Regions from separate parts of the Mus musculus genome. Here all the other regions are linked to region 3. Evidence: chromatin contacts called from public Hi-C and HiCAR-type data. All regions are on one chromosome and are shown on one strand. The core of a region is the stretch at or near the end of the contact, and the rest is flanking DNA. Distances in the headings are between cores, read along the strand shown.

Region 1 (3,396 bases), core at 367-2,866, 440 kb before region 3:
CACCTGGGACTTCCTGGTCTCCAGAATTGAGAGCCCAATAAGCAATTGCTCATTATCACGTGACTCAGATGTCCCGTTTTAAGTATAGGTGAGCCATGCAGGGCTGGAGCCGGTCTGGGATGGAAAGGGAAGTTTCACCTGGGGCTGCCTCGTCATCTACCTCAGAAAGGGTTTTCCTGGATCATTTGCTGTCAAAGTGCCACCAAATTGGGGGGCTATGATTGCATAGGCTGGAGGTTGAAAACAGACTTTCTCAGTCTAGGGACCAGAAGTCTGAGACCAGGGTATACATCGGAATGTGATTCCTATGTATCTAGAATACACAGGAGGGTTCCTTCCTGCCCCTTCTGGCTCTAGGTTTTTCTGGAAACAGGGACATTTCCCTGGCCTCCTAGTTTCACCCCTCCCACTTCTGCTTTGCACCCCCCTAGACTCTCCTCTCTAGGTTTTTTTTTACATCCAAATTCCCTCTGGTAAGAACATAGTGATGGACCTGTGCCCACCCATCCAGTATGGTCTCCTGAGTCTCTGCTCACATCTCTCCTCTCTTGTCTCTCCCGCACTGGCCTTTTGTTTTCCTGGAACATTCCAAATTTACCATTCATGGTCTCCAAAGTACCAGACAAGCAGTCTTCACAGTGACACGGGTGGTGGGAGTCCTCACATGGGTGATCCGAGCTCCAGGCGGGCAGAACCGAAGTCTGGCATTGAGTGCCTTGTCTTGCTGTTGCTTCATTCTTGTGAGGCAGGTTAAGGATAAAGGAGTCGATGTGTGAGACAGTGATGGCCCCTCATGGGGTCGTGGCCCTGACTACTTGGCCTCATCTGAGAGGCCTGCACTGGTGTCCCCAGAGTCTGGAGTCACTGCTTCCAGGACAGCAGGACTTTGCAGAAGTGGGAGGCTGTGTCAAAGGAACACCGGCCTCTTGTTCGGTATTGCACAGATGATGAAGGGCAGAGTCCTGCAGGAGTTCCAGACCGCACAGCGCATCTGCCTGAGAGGTCTACTGTTAGAGGGTGGAGGAGAAGGGGCCCAGGGACGACTCAGAAGCCAGCTGCGGGGTTTCACGCACCCTGTCAAGCATTTATGCCGGACACAAATTGCCTTTCTTCTTTGTAGGCTTATTTCAGGCTTGACAGACCCATGAATATTTGATCAGGGAAATAATTTTCTCGGGCACTCGAGGTTGGAGGGACCCCAGAAAAGCAGGTGTCCCCTAAGGGACAGGAAGAAGCTATTGAGTGCTGAGAAGAGTAGGCTTGGGACTGGCCAGCTGTAAAACGTTGCTGGCTCTTCCTGGCTGGTGAGGGCAGTGGAAAGGGGCTTCTCTCTAGTCAGATGCAGGTGTATAGACTGGAAGCGGGTGTCCAGGTACAGGCAAGGACAGGATACTAGAGGGTCCAGCCTGCAGTTGGTGGGGTGGGCATATGCTCTCCTAGAGTGTCGTCATTATAAGGATTCAACCCCCACAGACATCTTCTGTGTCAATGAGCTCTGCTCCGAGAATACACTTGATCTACAAGTCACCTCAGATAGCATCCAAGGCTCTCCTGCTGATGTCAGCGCTCCCGCATCTGTGGGGAGATGGCGCTGATCAAGCTTTGCGCCTGCACGTGGGTGGCACTTGGAGCAGGGGTGTGGTGTATACACACAGAGCTCGTGTACTCAGCTGGCTCTGAGCTGGGGCTGGGAGCTCTTAGCTGCTTCTTCCTCTTTCTGGCTAGAGACAGGAGCTGCTTTGATCCCCACTAAGTGCGCTGTCTCTGGTGGGCGGGGCATGGAGCCTGTCTTCCAGATTAGAGACTTAAGAGCCAAGTTCTCCTCTGCAGGTGTTGGGGGGCGATTAAAGGAGTCAAAGCTAGTCCCTGCTGGCATGTTTTCATCTTCCTACTAGGGTTGCCAGCTCTGGCTTTAGCCACGTGACCTTCCCCAATCCACCTTGAATCTTGCATTGTCGAAGGGACATTACAGAGGCGAAGATAAGATTAGGACCCTGCAAGTAGGTAATTGTTCTGGAGTATCTAGATGGCCTGACGTGGCCACAGGGTCTTACAAGCAGTGATACTGAAGCAGAAGAAATTGCTCAGACAACGTGGTCTGGACTGGAAAGTTTTAAAACAGTCGGCATTATGGGAAAATAACAGATGTGGTCAAGTAAGTCTGGCTACTGTCATGGATGTCGTCACTCTAGTGTCCACAGGTGATGTGTGGCTCACCCCTGGATGGAGACTTAAGATGCCAATGAGACACAGGATGCATGAAGCTGGGCGTGGAACTACAAGTGAGGGAGAGCCTGTGCAGCAAGGACCGCTCTATGCAAATGAGCCCCCAAACCTTCCCTCTATCATCCAAGCCTTTTGTACTCTGCTGGTTGGGCTCACCCCTTGGTAGTGGATCTTTTGAAAAATCAGAGGCCATGGCTTCTGCTGTATCTGTGTGTCTCTGCTCAGTTCTTTCACGGGTGGGGGATGGGGTGGATAAGAACCTAGAACCCTTTACCCTCAAGGGCAGGGACAGGGCAAGATTGTTTCCCTAGTCCCCAGATTCCACCAGAGCACACCCCGTTTTATGGCTTGCTGACTATTGTTTAATCTGGGGCACAGTTCACTGGGAACTCCGGGGTGGGCTGGGTGGGTGCTGGTGGTGGTAAGCGATAGAGAAGATAAGAAAGTAACCGCATTGTGTCAGGCCTGTCCCCACCCACTCCAGAGAACACCGGGAGATTATCAGCAATTGTCTCTGAGGCCACCAGGAGAGGCCTCTCTGGGTCCTTTCTGTTCCCCATCACCTTCAGTGGTCACAGTCCACTGCTCAGCTCCTGCCCTGTTCCAGCAAAGTTTCTCAAAAAGGAAGCCACACCCCTTATATGCTGATTGACAGATGGGAACTTCAAACAACTGTAGAACAGTTAGAATGTTTCCGATCCAGAGGCTAATTACAAATTATCTTGGGTTATCTTTAACTCCCTTTAATGATAGACTTATAGGTCTACCTCTGGATGGGGCCTAACAGTCTTGTAATTATTAGGCAAATTATTTGGAATGTATGAAGAGATCCCCCCAAGCTTTCACCAATCCAAACGCTAAGAGCATCTAAGACTCAGAACAGAGATGTCGCCAGTCACCTGGAGCTCCCCTACCTGATATTTCCACCAACTCACTTGAAAGCGTGTTGGCTTACGCCTTTCTTTGTTCTGTTCATAAAAACTTCACGCACCTGCCGCACCACTAACGCAAATGTGTCCCCGGGGGCCGTTAGTCACTCTTACCTGACTCCAGAATGAAAACTCCTTTATCTCCGTCGAGGCTTGAGTTTTTGCATTCACATGTACGGTCCCGCTCACAGCTACCTGCTGCCAGGTGAGCCTGTGACGTGGGTGGGAATGGGGGGGGGGC
Region 2 (3,811 bases), core at 479-2,978, 500 kb before region 3:
CTTTTACAATGTCCTGTTCCCGACCCTGCAATGGCGAACTGCAGAGATTCAAAGGACAGGACACCCCGCCCCCCTACTAGGAAGGCCTCTTCTAGAGTGGACAGGCTACATGCTGGACTGGGAGTGTCTTACGGGAAGCAGATCAGTCCCCACATAGCAGGAATAATTGGGACCACCCTGCCAAACAGAACCTAGATGGGGGGGTCACCCAGGTTACACCTTCACCAGGATTGCTTAATTAGGTGTTTACATTGTTTTGCAGGGGAGCTAGAGATGGCTCAGTAGTTAAGAGCTCTTAATGCTCCTGTAGAAGGTAGTTCAGTCCCCAGCACCCACTTGGTGGGGGTGGGGTGGGGTGGGGTGGGTTGGGGGAGATGTGACTCACAACTGCCTGTAGTTCTAGGGGATGTAACCTTCTTTTGACCTCTGTGAGCTCCTCCAAACACACGCTCTTACACACATGAATAAAAGTAAGATACATCTTTAAAAAGGAAACATGGTCTCACAGTGAAGCCCAGGCTAGACTGGAACTCACTATGTAGCCCTGGCTAGGAGGCTTCAAACTTAATCCTTCTCCTGCCTCAAGTGGTATCAGGTGGGCCACAAGGCCTGGCATTTCTAACCCTGTGATTTCACTCCCAGTGTGGGAAAGCTGAGCTGGGGGTCTTTTTCCAGATCCTTCTACTCTTGTCTAGACTAGGCTTTCCCTTCTCCCCAGACCAGCTGGGCCTCCCTCGGAACCCCAGGAGAAAAGAACCCAGCCTGGGGTCAATGTGGGTGAGCCTTGTCCTTAGCTGAACATAACACTTTCTAATTTAAACATTTTTTATTACCTTGATTTTCTCTCTCTCTCTCTCTCTCTCTCTCTCTCTCTCTCTCTCTCTCTCTCTCTCTCTCTCTCTCTCTCTCGTGTCTGTGTGTGTGTGTGTGTGTGTGTGTGTACTCCTGTACCTTGCCACACATGTAGAAGTCAGAGGCCAGCTTATGGGTGTCCGTTCTCTCTTTCTACCATGTGGATTCCAGGAATCGAACCCAGGACATCACCTTTTCCCACAGAATCTCTTTCTTGGCCCTACCCCTTTACTGTTTATGGAATGGGGCATCACGGTTTTGAGAACTGCACAGGAATACATTGCAATCTGGTTTTTGACACCATCATTGCAGCTACCCTGCCCATTTCGGTCACTTCTGGCTCCAACTTGCCCAAATGTCAGGCTTCCTTCTGGCAGAAGCCCTCTGACTCCTTGACCTAATTCCACCCTCTTCATTCCTCCTCCCCCTTGGCTTGGTTAAGATCTTGGGCTGGCTGCCCTGGGGCTGGGATTCCTGGGTGCTGAGATGGGTTATAAATGGCCAGGGTCCACTCTGCTCCCTGTAGGGCAGGGCTACCTCATGCCAAGCCCCTTCTCCACTGGTCTCCACCGTCACATGACTCTTCTTTGTCCTCTTGGTCACTGGTCACATGGCCTTCTCTCCCCTCCTCTGCCCTCCCCTCCACGGGATGTGCTTTGCTCCTTGTCCCCAGACATCTTGGCCAGCACCACCTTTCCTGCTCATCTGAGAAAGCATTTCAGGAAATGCTTCTATGTTCAGCCCTACAGGGTTCCCCTCTGAGGATGGGGCCCTGCGGTGCTCCCTCTGAGGGTGCAGCTCCCACAGTGCTCCCTCTGAGGGTGCAGCTCCATGGTGCTCACTCAAAGGGTGGAGCCCACATGGTATTCACTCTGACAGCGGAGAACTATAGAGTTCACTCTGAGGGTAAAGTCCCACGGAGCTCACTCTCTGGGGGAGGGGTGTCTCCAGGGTGCTCACCCTGAGGTTGGCGCCCCAGGGTGCTCAGTGCCATGCAGTCCTTATTTACCCCCTCCCCTTGGTGTACATCTCCATGAGGCACACTTACTAGGGTATACCTGCCACTACTGCCCAGATGCTGTGGAAACCCAGAAGTGCCACTCCCCCACAAGAGGAGCCAGGCTCCAGCTTAGAAGGGCAGTGGAACTCAGTGGGTCTCCTATTCTGCACATGCTGGCCCTCCAAAGGTCAAGGCTGGGTAATTCCTAGGCCCAGAGATGCCAAGTGAAGAAAAGCACCAGACGGGGCTGCTCAGTAGCCACAGCGAGGTGGTCTCCATCTTGCTGCCTCAAAGCTTTTCCTGACCCACTTATCAGAATCTAAGTGTTTGTGTGTGTGGGGGGGGGGGGGGGGTGGGGGAGGCAGGCAGTTACACACCTTGCACTAGGCTGCCACCTTCTGGCCAACTGCCTGCTATAGCCATTACACTTGACGGCACAGCTCAGTGATCTCCCAAGCGGCCCAGTGTTCCTAGAGTTTGCTCCATAGGCTCTATGGCTGAAGCAGGCTAGCTAAATCAGGCCCTACCTCCCCAGAGCGACAAAGACTGCTAGAGCATCCCATACCTGCTGTGTGTGTGTTCTGCAAAGCACAGGACTCCCGGGAGCATGCCTACAGGGGAGCTGGCTCTCAGCTATGCAACTCTCAAATACTAGACACCCAGAAGTGACAGGCACAAGTCCCTTATGTGAATGCTGGGAGGAGTGCCCAGTTCTGCGGATGTTGCTCTAGGAATTCACCAGCAGGGACACTTTGGCAAGCCACTAGGCTCTGTCAGACTATCAACAAACCTCCCTTATCAGATTGCCTGGTGGTTAGCTTCCTCCTTCAGACTGTCCGCCCAGCTTCTCTGGTCAAGCTGTGTCTGGTGAACCTAACCTAACAGACTGGCTTGCCAGCCTCTGCCATCAGACTGTGGTCCGCCAGAGTCTCATCAGGCCGTGTCCCTGAATGATCTTGTGGCCACTGAATTCGAGGTTTTTGTCACGGGACTGCCAATATATACAAAGTCACTGAAGGAACCTTAGAATGATCTTCAAAAGCAGAAGAAAAAAGAGAAAGAAACCTCTAGAGAAAGCGTTAGCCCCACGAGGGCATTCCCGTGTCATCCTTTTCCATGCCCGGCTGTGCATATGTGTCAGCCACTATTAGCAGTGGCTATTAGCCCCAGTCTTTCTGTTCCCTGCCTGCTTCTTAGAGTGGACAACACTGGGCCTGTCCCTAGAACTTGAGACAAGGTGTCTCCTGCCCTGGACCCCACGTGTCTCCCAGGCCCAGATGCCTTTATTCTCCTCCCACTGCTCATCTTCCACCACCTTTGAAAGCCAGGCAAACAGAGGCTATTTGCTGAGCTCTGCACAGACAGACAGAGAGACAGACAAGGGTTCATTGTGTTCCTCGGTGCCTTCACTGGACACCTGACACCCACATTCCCTGTCTTCACCTAACAGACACTCTAGGGCATCTCTAGGCCCAGGAACTTTCACAGAGTCCTGAGAAGACACGGAAGTGCTGTCGCAAGCATTTTTTAGGGTCAGGAGAGGGACACCATGGCTGACATGGGAAGACACTGGGACACATGACTGGGAGTGTGTGGGTCTGCGTGTGTGTGTGTGTGTGTGACAAGATGAGGTTGTATGTAAGCAGTGTGGCCTTGTGCATATGGAGGCTCACTCTAGCTGGGAAACTGCATCGAGTCAGGTGGGCACGGAATGTAAGACACACACACACACACACACACACACACACACACACACACACAGAGCCAGGAAGGCCCTGCAGAGCTGGATAACTTCCCGCAGGGGCTTGAAGACACAGCGCCCTTTGGAAGGAGAAGCAGCAAGAAGCGGCGGCAGCAGGGAGGCCTACGAGGGGCAGCTGAGCAGGCGGGAATGAGGGGCAGACACCAAAGGCAGCCAGACGAACTGGAATTGTGGCCAGAACTAGAATCGTGGCCCTG
Region 3 (3,441 bases), core at 497-2,996:
AGGCTGTCCCTGTCTTCTGAGCAGTTACAAACACCCCACTTTATCATTGGTTCTCAATCTTCCCAGTGCTGGAACTCTTTAATACAGTCCCTCATGTTGTGGTTGCCCCCCCAAATATACAATTATTTTCGATGATACTTCATAATGTAATTTTGCTGTTATGAATCATAAGTATCTGTTTCCCAATGGTCTTTGATGACTCCTGTGAAAGGGTCATTAGACCCCCAGAGAGGCTGTGACCCACAGGTTGAGAGAACCATTGCTCTATATGAAAGTGGGTGTACTTAAGATTCCTGGAGTCAATGCATTTAAACCATGTCCCAATAATCATCCATCGCTATTGGGCTCAGAGCCCTCCATTTAAGAACTAACTGCCTTTAGTGCCGAAGCCCAGGGTGTGCAATGGCCACTGGACTAATCTAGTCTTTCCAGAGGCCACTCTCACTGCCCTTTACTCCTGGCTCCCTCCTCACTGGGAAACCCAGACAAGCAGGCACACAGCCAGATTTGCTTGTCTTCTAATCCCTGATTCTCATCGGCTCAGGGTCTGCTCACCGATCCCATCCAATGGCAGAGCTCCGCTCATCAGCAGGGGCTTTCCCCTGCCTGCCAAAGTCTCTCCCTGCTGGCTGTGGCCAGCAGAGAGCAAAGAGTAAAGTGTTAAAGAGGCCCCAGATCAAAGAGGGTTGATGTGGGACATTGTCATGCAGCCTGGGGACCTTTGGGTGTCAGCAGTCCGCCCCCCCCCCCGTGGGCACTTAGCCAAGCCCTGCCCACAACCCCAAAAGCATCCGGCTATGACACTGGGAAGAGAAGGCATCACATCCTAGTAGTTTAGTGGGGGAGAGGAGAGTACTCGCCTCCTCTCGCTCATGGGTGCATGGGCAAATGTTTAATTAGGCCAAGATTCAAATGCCCTGAATGTCAGTGACATCGATCTGGGAAGGGCCGCTTATCTAGGCTAGTGAAGACAGGAGAGAGTGGAACTGGATCTGTCTGGGAACCCATTCCAGCTTCTAGGGAGTGTTCCAAATATTTCTCTAATCCACGTACCCCGCCCCCACCAGCCACCTCTAAAGGCAACCGGAGCATTGGACTGCCACTAAGGGTGTTCTAGTCTGGGTGCCTTCTGCCCTTCCTGGCGGCACCAGCCATGGGACACTAGCCAGAGCCACACAGGACAAACCTTCTGCGGCTCAGGGACCAGAGGACCCGGCAAACCTGCGTCGTTCCCTGCTGCTCAGGGATGACCCAGCTGACAGGACCAGGGCGCCAGAGCGGGTCAGGAAGAAGATGCTCGGAGCGCGTCTGCTCCAGCCGGCCCCGGGAAATCCCACGCCAGGTGACAGGCCCAGGGTCTCCAGCTGAGTGCTCAACGGCACCGGGAAGGATGAGAGCTCTCCGGACAGGTTTCTTCGGGCACCCCGGAAAGTGTTACCGATTCCCCAGGTGTAGCAACCCCTCCCCGCACGCGGGGCCTGGGTAGTGGCCGTGGACGCACCGAGAGGGAGACTGCACACGAAGGTGACCGCGTGCAGTGCACCGGCCGAGCAGCCAAAGAAAGTGCGCGCATCGCGGAGGAGGTGCGGGGCGCGCTCGCTCAGACATAGCGTAGCCCCGACGTGGTAGAAGCCCAGGAAGCCGCAGCCTGCAAACGACAGGCTCCAGCGGCGCTCTGGGTCATACATGGTGCTTGAAGCTCCGGGCGGCGCTGCAGTTCAGCTCTGCTCCCGGTGTTGCTGCTCTGAGCTTAAAGAGCCGCAGCCGCCTAAGCTGTCTTCGGGTGACGTCAGCTGAGGCCCCGCCCCACTAGGACCATGCAAATAAGCCAGTGGGAGGCCCAATGGGCGTACTGGACTCATGCCCCGCCCCATGTCCCTCCCGCGTGGGCTTTCCCAAATCCTAGGCTTGGATGCTTGCTGGGCAGAATGGCTCTTTGAATACCCTTTTCTTTCAGGTTCTGGATGGCACGCCGGTGGCACTCTCTCCTTTTCTTTATTACACGAGAGATGCTACCATCCACATGCTGTCTTTCCTTTATTTTCATGTAGGGTGTCTGTTTTTGCAGTTATTTATTTTGCTTTCTGTTCGTTTTTAATTCATGGAGAGAGGTTTTCTTCCTCCCTTCCTTCCTCCCTCCCTCCTTCCCTCCCTCCCTCCCTTCCTTCCTTCCTTCCTTCCTTCCTTCCTTCCTTCCTTCCTCTTAAAAAGATACTTAGGCTCCCCGCCCCCATGTTTATGAGTATTTTGTCTGCATGTATGTCTATGCACCATGGGTGTGCAGTGACCAAGGAGGCCATAAGAGGACGTTAAACCTCCTAGAACTGGAGTTGCAGAGGATTGTGAGCCATCGCGTGGATTCTTGGACTCCACTCTGGTGCTCTGTAAGAGTAGTTGTGGCCTCTACCGCTGAACCATCCTTTCAGCGCCTTGTTTAATTTTACAGTACTAAGAACTGAACCTCGGCCCTCCTGCATGCTAGGCAAAGGCTCTACCACTGAGCTGCCCTGGGTTCCTTTTTCTTTTAACCAGCTGCCTCCTTCAGTGACTCAGCCTGGACTTCAGCCTCTGGCCCCTTTGCCACAGCCTCCTAAGTAACTAAGACTACAGGAAGACAACACCAGGCAGGGAGGACCTGAAGTTTCCATGTACAAGTGTCACTTATAAATAAAATATGTGATTGGCCGGTGCCAATGAAGGCAGGAGTAAGGAAAGCTGGGAGCTAGATGGTTTGTGGTCCTGTCTGTGCCTCTTCTGACTACAAAGTATCTTTGACCAAGTATAGCAATACAATTTGTACACTACTCTTTTTTTTCTTTTTTTTTTTTTTTAGATTTATTTATTTATTTATTATATATAAGTACATTGTAGCTGTCTTTCAGACGCACCAGAAGAGGGCATCAGATCTCATTACGGGTGGTTGTGAGCCACCATGTGGTTGCTGGGATTTGAACTTCGGACCTTCGGAAGAGCAGTCGGTGCTCTTACCCACTGAGCCATCTCACCAGCCCCTGTACACTACTCTTTAATAGAATATTTTAGTTAAAATTTATTTTTAATATTCTTATGTGTATGGGTGTTTTGGCTGCATGCATAGCTGTGTACCACATTCAGGTTTAGTACCCATGAAATCTAGGAGAGAGTATTGGACTCTTGAGCATCTTCTTCCCAGCCCACTCCGGCACTCTGGTTTGGAATGCCCCCCCCCCACACACACACACACTTGGGTCCTACCAGCTGGGGCATCCCTGGAATTGGAGTCACAGACAGTTGTTAATCACTCTATGGGTGCTGGGAACCTAACCCAGGTCCTATGGAGAAGCAACATATGAACCACTGAACCATCTCTCCAGGCCTCTAGTAGAATGGTTTGCTATTGTTTCAGGCAGAAGAAAAAAGAACAAAAGAAAAGTTACAAAATCCCTCACCCCACAGAACAAA

The links. Hi-C and Micro-C count contacts between places; a contact is called where the count stands out from the background. HiCAR-type assays count read pairs that join an accessible place to other places.
Region 1: a Hi-C map of the N1E-115 cell line shows a contact between it and region 3, with 2.3 times the contacts expected there. The contact joins the enhancer-like site here to the promoter of Pnpla3 in region 3. A contact is called at or near these places in 3 of 39 promoter capture datasets (the 3T3-L1 cell line, hippocampal neurons and neural stem cells), 1 of 15 datasets of contacts at CTCF or cohesin (large pre-B cells), 2 of 484 Hi-C or Micro-C datasets (the N1E-115 cell line and bone marrow-derived macrophages), 8 of 115 datasets of contacts at active chromatin or transcription factors (embryonic basal ganglia, embryonic forebrain, embryonic hindbrain and 5 more) and 3 of 9 other capture datasets (adipose tissue, macrophages and pancreatic islet).
Region 2: a HiCAR-type map of kidney shows a contact between it and region 3, with 3 times the contacts expected there. The contact joins the enhancer-like site here to the promoter of Pnpla3 in region 3. A contact is called at or near these places in 4 of 39 promoter capture datasets (hippocampal neurons, liver, neural stem cells and 1 more), 6 of 115 datasets of contacts at active chromatin or transcription factors (embryonic basal ganglia, embryonic forebrain, embryonic hindbrain and 3 more) and 4 of 9 other capture datasets (adipose tissue, embryonic stem cells, macrophages and 1 more).

What each region holds. Positions count from the first base shown.
Region 1 is chr15:84,608,556-84,611,951 of GRCm38.p6, reverse strand. No RefSeq gene overlaps it. Among named protein-coding and RNA genes, the nearest start is that of Gm34201, 17 kb to the left of the region's middle. Within about 2 kb of position 1,616, at least 41 of the 459 cell types and tissues checked have an H3K27ac peak or open chromatin away from gene starts, as enhancers often do. A contact at or near this core is called in the N1E-115 cell line, extraembryonic endoderm stem cells and hippocampal neurons, where this site is marked.
Region 2 is chr15:84,670,373-84,674,183 of GRCm38.p6, reverse strand. It overlaps a transcript of Prr5 not described here. Among named protein-coding and RNA genes, the nearest start is that of Prr5, 8.7 kb to the left of the region's middle. Within about 2 kb of position 1,728, at least 21 of the 459 cell types and tissues checked have an H3K27ac peak or open chromatin away from gene starts, as enhancers often do. A contact at or near this core is called in kidney, where this site is marked.
Region 3 is chr15:84,166,121-84,169,561 of GRCm38.p6, reverse strand. Pnpla3 (patatin-like phospholipase domain containing 3) reads right to left here and starts at 1,746. Exons shown (of 8, transcript NM_054088.3): 1 at 1,502-1,746. The coding sequence starts at 1,688. It overlaps Mir6392 (microRNA 6392), which reads right to left and starts at 1,292; the gene lies at 1,185-1,292.